3 separate regions of the Sus scrofa genome follow, and regions 1 and 2 are each linked to region 3. Evidence: chromatin contacts called from public HiChIP or PLAC-seq data. All regions are on one chromosome and are shown on one strand. The core of a region is the stretch at or near the end of the contact, and the rest is flanking DNA. Distances in the headings are between cores, read along the strand shown.

Region 1 (2,700 bases), core at 89-2,588, 150 kb after region 3:
TTCATTCCGGGGCGACGTGTTCTCACGGCCCTTTCTCTTCTGTTTGGCACACTTGCCAGGACGTTCCGTGTTGGTTATTCGCCTCCCTAATCCAGTTGTCTGTGTCCTCACATTTGTCACTGAAATTCACACGGTCACCCAGCCCTTTCTGCTTTGGTGACCCTGGGGTCACGCTGGTGCTGGAGGTCTCATCCACCTCATTTTCATCATCTGAGCTCTTAGAAAACACACTCACGATACTCACACGGCGAAAAAGGAAACCCGCACACTCTCGACACAAAGCACACAGGCAGGCTGCCGGCAGCGTGGGGGCAGAGGTGAGGTGCGGTGCCCGAGTCAGGCCCCTCAAAGGCACAACTGGAGGGTCCATCCTGAGAGCCACAGCACACGGCTGCTGGCATCTGTGGTCGTGGACATGTGGGCGACCTGGGAGGAGGAGTCTATGCCATACTCATGTGCTCAGTCCTGTCTTTGGGGCCGTTTAAGTGGGTCTTAAACGTTTCTGCCCAATTTCCTGCATCCATTGCCAAAAACCGAGACTTTTCTTCCCCCTTCTTTTTTTGGCTACCCTGTGGCATATCAATCAGCTCTGAGCTGCACATGCGACCTACACCACCGCTGCAGCAACATGGAATCCTTAACCCACTGTGCCAGGCCGGGGATCGAACCTGTGTCCCAATGCTGCAGAGACACTGCAGATCCCATTGCACCACAGTGGGAACTCGCCCAAACCAAGACTTTTTGTGTCCTGGGAAGTCATCTTCTGGGACACAGGGCTTTCAGTGCTAAAACCCAAATGGTTGGTTACCCTGGGGCGAGGCAGGGGCTATGGGAGGTGCTGGCTGCCCACGAGAGGGAGAGCACAGGGGGTGGGACTTCAGGGGATGAGTCTGGTTCCCGCACTTCTCAGTCACGTGACCCCAGGAAAGGTGCCTCTCGACACCCCAAGGAGCCTCCCCCAGAGGACGGGATGCGGGAACTCGAGAAGGAGCGGGTGAGCAAGAACCAGAGAAAGGGAATCTGAGCTCCAGCCTCATCGGAGGTAGGAACTTTGAGAGGCCAAGAAGGGAAGGAGTAGCTTCTAGATGAGGGGGTGGCAGGAGGAGAGGCAGACAGGCTGTGGGCTGTGGGCGGCAGAGGCACAGGGCAGGCAGGTCCCCGGGGGCTCCACCCGCAGCTCACCTGCCAAGGAACCAGACCAGAGAGGGTGAGGCACTAACCCAGGTGCACAGCCAGTCAGCCGGGCAGGGACTGGCCTGACCCCCCTGTGGCTTGTGCTCTTCCCACCAACACCCCACTCGGGCCAGCAGGGGTCCCCACAGCGAGACCGGGTGCCCGGCTCGGACCAGCCGGGTAAGACCCACGCCACCCCCTGCAGGGCATGAAACGGGAACTGGGCTGCCCAAGAGTTAATCACTTTTCTGACGGTTTATTTTATTCATCTTTGGTAACAAATGGCTGAAATCAATTAAACTTGCTTTCCCCTCAGCTGATGAAGTTAATTATGATTTGTTATGGTATCTGATATGTAAATTATTAGAAAGCAGACTTACGTTGGATCGGCTGCCTCCAGGCGGCACCGGATTAATCATTGTGTAGATGTTGTCACTGGAATTTGTTGAATCTGCAGAACAGTGGAAACCCGCAAGTCGGGGTGATTAATTCATTTCTTAATTAAAACAAACTCGTGGCACTTGAACTCATTCTTTTGTATTTTATCACCTAAAATATCCTCTAAGTACCACCATTTTCTGGCTAATTTGTATTTAATGAAGATTCACAAAGTTTTTAATCACAGAAAATTCCGCTGTGAAAACCACTCAACCCTGAAAGGAAGGATTTCCGGGTGCCTGGACAGCCATGTGGACATGGACACGGCAAGGCGGGGTGGCTACGGGTTCCACTCTCCACCCCACACCAAACCAGGTTCCCAGATGCGGCCCGGGACGAGGCAGGGGCAGCCGGACCTCCACCCTGTGCCTGCAGCCCGGCCCAGCAGGGTGCATCAGGTCGGGAAGGAGAAACACTGCCCGCTGCCCAGGGGGCCACCCTGCCAAGCTGAGGGGGCAGGAGGGAGAGGTGGCGGCGACGGGGCTGGAGACGCATTAACATATGGAGTGGTTTAATGTGACCCAGTCTGAATGTAGGTCATGCAGCTCATAAAAATGCAGCAGCAGAAAGAGGGAGCGGGAGCGGGAGCCGGGATACCGTGCTTGCCGCCACCGGCTCCACCCCTGCAGCTGAGCAGCTTCCCTGCTACGGGGGGAGCCAAGGAGGGGGTGGGAGAGGGGGGCCCCTCTGTCTCCCCAATTAGCCAGGAGAATCTCCTGAGGAAATCAGCTAACTTGTTTCTATCAGGAGCAGGCACCATACTTCTCGGGCAGAAATCCAACTACCTCTCACTCTTTATTTTGGGGGAGAGTAAAGACGGCGCAGAGAATTCCTGCTAGTTGGTGGGATGCTATTCTTAGCTGGGAAAGAAACACAACTGAGATGCTGCCTCTGTGTGTGTGTGTGTGTGTGTGTGTGTGTGTGTGTGTGTGTGCGCGCGCGCGTGCGCACGCCCAAGTGTGTGCACACATGCCCTCTTCCGATTAAAGAAAAGAGAAGGCATCTCGGCCACAGAGGACCAGAAGCCAGGGCTTCAGGACCCGAGAGGTGTCAGCTAGAGAATCCTCGTCCCACGATGCCAGAGCCCCA
Region 2 (2,869 bases), core at 317-2,816, 200 kb after region 3:
CCGGCTGCTGGGCCTCCAGGGATGCGCTGGGCCTGGGACGGGAGAAGACGGAGGCTCGGCTCTGTCCTCAAGGTCCAGGGGATGAAATGAATCGCTGCCCAGAGACCTGAGGGACGTGGGAAGGCGCGTCGGGCGGGCGCTGCGAGGCGGGGATTAGGGGATCAGGGAGGCTTTACGGAAGAGGTGGCACTCAAGCCAGGGCCTTAAAGGACGGCGGGACTCGGAGATGCGGGGGATGATAGGGAGGGGAGAGATTACTGCTGTCATCTATCCCTCCCCTGGTCCAGGCCTCCTGACGGCCTCTCCTTCAGAGCGCAAATCCCGCCAGGTGTCCAGCCGCCCCAGAGCTCCCTCCGCTCCATCGCTGGCGGGAGGGGTGGGCGTGGGGCTTACTCACTCCCCTTCCCCCAGCAAGGGGTGGCGGGGCTCTTCCACAGAAGGGGAGCCAGCTGCCCACCCAACCGTAGTGCGGTATGTCCCATTCTTGCCCCGATCTTCCCAACAAGCCAGCAGGGACCACAGGTGAGAGAATGGAGGCTCGGGGACTGGTCCCCAGTCATTCAGCTTGGAACAGGCATGACTGGAAGTCAAGCCCAGACCTTTCGGCCGTGTCTCTGCTTCTCTGGTTTAAAAACCGTTCCTTTTTTGGGCTTTTGTCCTTTTAGGGCCGCATCCGCAGCATAAGGAGATTCCCAGGCTAGGGGCTGAATCGGAGCTGTAGCCTACACCACGACCACAGCAACACCAGATCCGAGCCACATCTGTGACCTACACCACAGCTCACCGCAACGCCAGATCCTTAACCCACTGAGCGAGGCCAGGGATCGAACCCACAACCTCATGGTTCCTAGTCAGATGCGCTTCTGCTGCATCACGATGGGAACTCCTGGTATAAGTTCTGAACCTGATGCTTAAAAATGCTGCCTGGGGACAAAGAAGTCCAGGTCCCCGGCCCTGCCCTTCCATTCTCCAGCAACCGTGCTCCTCAGGAACCTCACTTTACCTCTCTGAGCCCTTCCTCATCTACTGGGGGGGGGGGCTCTACCTTCTATGGGGGTGTGAGAAACCTAAATATGACTCCGGGGGTACAGGGCTCGAACCCCTGGTAAGGGGCTCCGGCTGCGACAGGTCCTCAGCCCCTGAGCTGGCAACACAGCACCAGGTAGGGGACAGTGTGTTTGCTTTTAAGATGCCATGAACACAAAGCAAGCCGGGGCACGGGAGGGGTCAGGGCTGCCAGAAGACAACGTCTTCTACTCGACAGAACCCCGTCTCCTAAGGCGCGACCTCTATCTTTTACAGCGTGAAAGAACCCCCCGTCAGAACAGTTCCAAGAGAAAGAGGAACTGGCTTCTCTGGCCTGAGAAGGTCATGGCCTCCGCCCCACTGGGCCCTGCCCATCCATCCCAGGAAGCACCCGACTTCTTCTGGGAATTGGATCAAAGGGCACCGTTTGGGTAAGAGGTGGAGCCCTGTTTAATTAATACCTGGTTATACCGTGGATGCTGGCCAGGGCACCCTCCCCGGTGTGCAAACACCTCCCGGGCTGGGCCGCACGGCACAGCACACAGGTCCCGGGCGAGCGCATGTGAGACAACGGAGATTAAGGGCTAGAGGTCCCGCCTGCACATGAGCAGCACGGAGTGGATCAACGGCACGCTGTTTGTACAACGCTGATTCTCTTCTTAAAGAGAGATGAGCTTCGGGGCCTGGTTTACACCATTAGCAAAACACACACACAGACACACACACACATGCACGCTTCCCCCTGTCTTAAAGGAGCCGTTTACAACCACAAACATGTCATCGTAGGCCAGTGACAGCTCCTTAACAAGAACACTGGCAGTCGCCTCTGCAAAGTGGAAAATTCCCTGGCAGGGGCCCGCACACACGTTCGGTTCCAATGACAACTTAATCCTGCCAGGATGGAGGTGTGCAGAGAACAAAAAACCGCCCGCTTCAGAAACTTTCTTTTTTTTTTAAAAGTTTAAGAGAAATCATTACAGGCTTGGCCCCCCGAACACCTTTCACTTTGCTTTCATGTGTGCGGCTGGCACCAGATTTCCATGAGGACAGAGTCGCCCCCCACCGCCCGCCCCCGGCACAGCTTCTGCTGGGACAGGACAAGGCACGCAGCTGCCTGAGAAGTTCACCCCAGTTCCCTGGTAGCGAAGCGGGGAGGTGCACACGTGGCCGGAGACGGCTGTGGGAACCAAGGAGCCGGGAATCCTCAGGCTCTCCTGCCGCCCAGGATGGAGGGCGTGAGGGGCCCGCTGCTGTGGTTTGCAGGCTCAGGGGCTCAGCGCTGAGCAGATGCCGCCTAAGCCTTTAAAGCACGCACTAATTGCGCTAATTTAGCTAACAGTCTCTGTTTCGTCCCCCACCCGGGTGGACCAGCGTCCTTTGGTCCTGCTGGAGAGATGCAAGCTGTTGGCCTCACCGTTATGTTGTCAGCCATTAAGCGATTCATCGGAGTCATTAATTGATTTATTACTGCTGCCTGCTCAGAGGGTTTAGCAAATCAGGAATGATGTAGGTCACAACGCACAGGAAATTAGACCAAACACCACCACGAGAAGCCGGGGGCTTAGTCTGCCGCTGTCCAATCGGGCGGCCCGCCGCGCCTGGTTAGTGTACGGACAGCGTAGCTGGCTCTCCTGCTTGAAATCTGGGTGTCAGTCTGACTCTGGTTCAGACACCGGTGCTGCCCAAGATGCAGAAGGCGGAGAACTTGTCTGGAGGGCTCCTGGGCACCTGCCAGGCATGGTCACCAGCAACGGAGCAGGAGGGGGAAGAGAAGCCTTTGCCGGCCCCCTACGGGGTGGGGCCGGGTTGCAATGGCTGGGCCTGTGGCTCTGCCCTCCAGGAC
Region 3 (2,787 bases), core at 152-2,651:
GCACTCGCTTCTGTCCCCTTTCCTAGCAGCACTCAGTACACTCACAGTGGGTTCACTGGCTGTCTGCAGCTGGTCTGTGCTCCTTATGGAGCCAAGAGTTGTGTCAACCTTGCTCACTGCCCTTTCCTCAGCCCAAGTACGTAGTAGTTGCTAAATGAGTATTTGACTATGTGGTAGGGTAGGGAGGGAAGGAGTGAAGCAAAAAAAGGAAGTGAGTAAAATTTATTTTCAAGGAACTCACTCTTAAGGAAAACAGACTCAAGAAATCTGTCATTATATTATGAAATGACTAAGGAAAGCTCAGGACATTGTGGCAGCCTCAAGAAGAACTTTCAGTCCTTTGAACTAGGATTTGCTTTTTTTGCTTTTTTTTGTTGTTTTCTTTTTTGACAACTGCACCCAAGGCATATGGACGTACCCAGGCTAGGGGTCGAATCGGAGCTGCAGCTGCAGGCCTGTGCCACAGCCACAGCAATGCCAGATCCAAGCCATATCTGTGACCTATGCTGGGTCCTTAACCCACTGAGCAAGGTGGGGGATCAAACCCGTATCGTCATGGATTGTGGTAAGGTTCTTCATCTGCTGAGCCACAACTCTCTACTTTTTGTTTTTTAGCTAATCTTTGAGCTACAAATAGGAGTGTGTTTTCAAGGGCAAGTGTGCCTTGCAAGGGAACATGAACCTGTCGAGAGGCGTAGAGGTGTGTGAAAGCAGCTGAGCTTGCTCAGGCTGGGTGAGGAACAGGACCTGGGAGGCCAATAGTGAGTGGTGCGCCTGGAAAGGAAGTGAGGGGGTCCCAGACCAGCATCCCAGTCTGGCCTGGATCCAGAGCATGTGGACAAAGCCCCAGACCTGTCCTGCTTTGATTTGGCCTGTGACTTCAAGAGGGTTGGGCCTGAGCCAGAACACCGCCAGACTGCCACAGCGCCCATCCTCTAGGCCCGTTCTGCTTAGGTGACTCTGCAGAAGTCTCTCCAAATCCAACTGATCTCAGAACGTGAAGGGAACAGTGAGGGTGGTAAAAAGGAAGACACATGAATGTTGGAGTTGGGGGCTCCGGGTCAGAGCCCCTAACTCTGCCTCTTAATAGTTGTAAGAATCGCAAGCATTTCTTTATCTTTCAACCTGTTTCCTCATCTGTAAAATGAGATCATAGGAGTTGTGGGCATTAAATATGAAAAGTGATTTATAAACTGTTTTACACACATATCAGGATCTAGACCCATTGTTTCTAAAATGCTGCTAAAGGGTTAAAAGGCACTTGAAAAACAAACAAACAGAAAAGTATAAATGTTATACTGATTTATTATCCTCAGTCTTCGTTTCCTGGTTGGTAGAGTACAGGGCCCAGAACCCATTGCTTGGTTCAAGCCAGTTTCCTGTTATAATGGCAAATATTACCACCCGGCAGGGGTTGTGAATGAGGTCCCTGTCACAAAGCACATGGCCTTGTTCCTTAATTGCCAGGGTGGAATTAATTTGCTCTTCCTGTTTCTCTGGTGACAGGAAGTAGATGTCCTTGAATTTCAGTTGATTAATGGAGGCCTCTGAGCAAAGTGCTCCAGCCTCTCTCACTTTTAATCCTTATGCAATGCAAGGCCCTAATTTGATAATTTTGCTGTTTTTTTTAGATGGATCACCTACTGGTTGAAAATATTGAACGGGAAACGTTTCATCTCTGCTCCCGCCTCATTAATGGGCCGTACCGGCGGACGGTGAGAGCCCTGGTCTTCACATTAAAGCATCAAGCTGAAATCCGGGCTCAGGTGAAGAACGGCACGCTGCCAGTCGGCACGTTTGTACAGACCCACAAAAAGTGACCCGAGGACGGTTCCACCCCTGGGCTGGGCAGAAAGGAAAATGGGCCTCTCTCTGCCATTCAAAGATTCTTTTGAGTTTGGGCGATGGCTGTTGCTGGCTGTGCTAAATTTTCCCGTGGTGCCATGTTCCAGACAGAGGATGCAGAGAGCCCTGGGAGACAGGCCGCAGGAAGCGCTTCATTAGCTGTAGTGCGCTGGGGCTGCCTGACAGGATGTGCGCTGGTTGTCACTAGGAAGCGCGGCACGGTTGCCATCACCCAGCACAGTGAAAGGGTGACAGATTTCACTGTGAATATGCCAAGGACACCTCTAAATGTCCCCCGTGTCAGGCAGATGAAGTTCCTACTTTATTTCGCCACCCTGCAGGTAACTGAAACTCAATTACCGCTGCTGCTCACTCGGTTCCGTCCCCCTGAGTTTAGATAGCGCCAGTGCCTCTCAGAACTCCCCCGTCTGTTCTCTTTGCTCTACCCCAGGGGTGAGCCTGCCAGAGCCCGCCAACCACCCCTTCTTTCCAGAACTCACTTATCTGAACGTTTCAGCTCTCCCTGGAAGACCTTCTGTGTTGGGCTCCGGAGCCCCCATGCTGAGGCTTCTAATGAGGAACTGGCCTGAAGCATCCCCACACCTTGAGGTTTATTTGAATATGTCAGCTCTCGGTTTAAGGTTCTGCAGAAGATACATGATGAAATTTCTTTTGAAATGAATTCCTGTAGGAGAAAAATTGTATATGTGTGTGCTTTAAAATGAAATACCTCTACATAGACTTGCTTGAACAATTACGTAAATGATACTTGCTTTTGTTTGTTTGTTTGTTCTGTTTCCATTCCAGGGCTGCACCTGCGGCATATGGAACTTCCCAGGCCAGGGGCTGAATTGGAGCTGCAGCTGCCGGCAGACGCCAGATCCAAGCGGCGTTTGTGACCTACACTGCAGCTCACGGCAATGCCAGATCATCAACCCACTG

What was found. HiChIP or PLAC-seq counts read pairs in DNA pulled down with a chosen protein or histone mark.
Region 1: a contact with region 3 is called in an H3K27ac HiChIP or PLAC-seq map of alveolar macrophages. The contact joins two enhancer-like sites. A contact is called at or near these places in 2 of 47 Hi-C or Micro-C datasets (embryonic fibroblasts and liver) and 1 of 2 datasets of contacts at active chromatin or transcription factors (alveolar macrophages).
Region 2: an H3K27ac HiChIP or PLAC-seq map of alveolar macrophages shows a contact between it and region 3. The contact joins two enhancer-like sites. A contact is called at or near these places in 1 of 47 Hi-C or Micro-C datasets (embryonic fibroblasts) and 1 of 2 datasets of contacts at active chromatin or transcription factors (alveolar macrophages).

What each region holds. Positions count from the first base shown.
Region 1 is chr6:158,069,864-158,072,563 of Sscrofa11.1, reverse strand. SSBP3 (single-stranded DNA-binding protein 3) reads right to left here. Exons shown (of 17, transcript XM_021096596.1): 13 at 1,554-1,624. Among named protein-coding and RNA genes, the nearest start is that of MRPL37, 72 kb to the left of the region's middle. Within about 2 kb of position 1,338, at least 5 of the 83 cell types and tissues checked have an H3K27ac peak or open chromatin away from gene starts, as enhancers often do. A contact at or near this core is called in alveolar macrophages, where this site is marked.
Region 2 is chr6:158,020,033-158,022,901 of Sscrofa11.1, reverse strand. All of the region lies in intron 4 of SSBP3 (single-stranded DNA-binding protein 3), which reads right to left. Among named protein-coding and RNA genes, the nearest start is that of SSBP3, 110 kb to the right of the region's middle. Within about 2 kb of position 1,566, at least 17 of the 83 cell types and tissues checked have an H3K27ac peak or open chromatin away from gene starts, as enhancers often do. A contact at or near this core is called in alveolar macrophages, where this site is marked.
Region 3 is chr6:158,220,950-158,223,736 of Sscrofa11.1, reverse strand. It overlaps TCEANC2 (transcription elongation factor A N-terminal and central domain-containing protein 2), which reads left to right. Exons shown (of 5, transcript XM_005665408.3): 5 at 1,632-2,787. The coding sequence ends at 1,820. Among named protein-coding and RNA genes, the nearest start is that of TCEANC2, 39 kb to the left of the region's middle. Within about 2 kb of position 1,401, at least 5 of the 83 cell types and tissues checked have an H3K27ac peak or open chromatin away from gene starts, as enhancers often do. A contact at or near this core is called in alveolar macrophages, where this site is marked.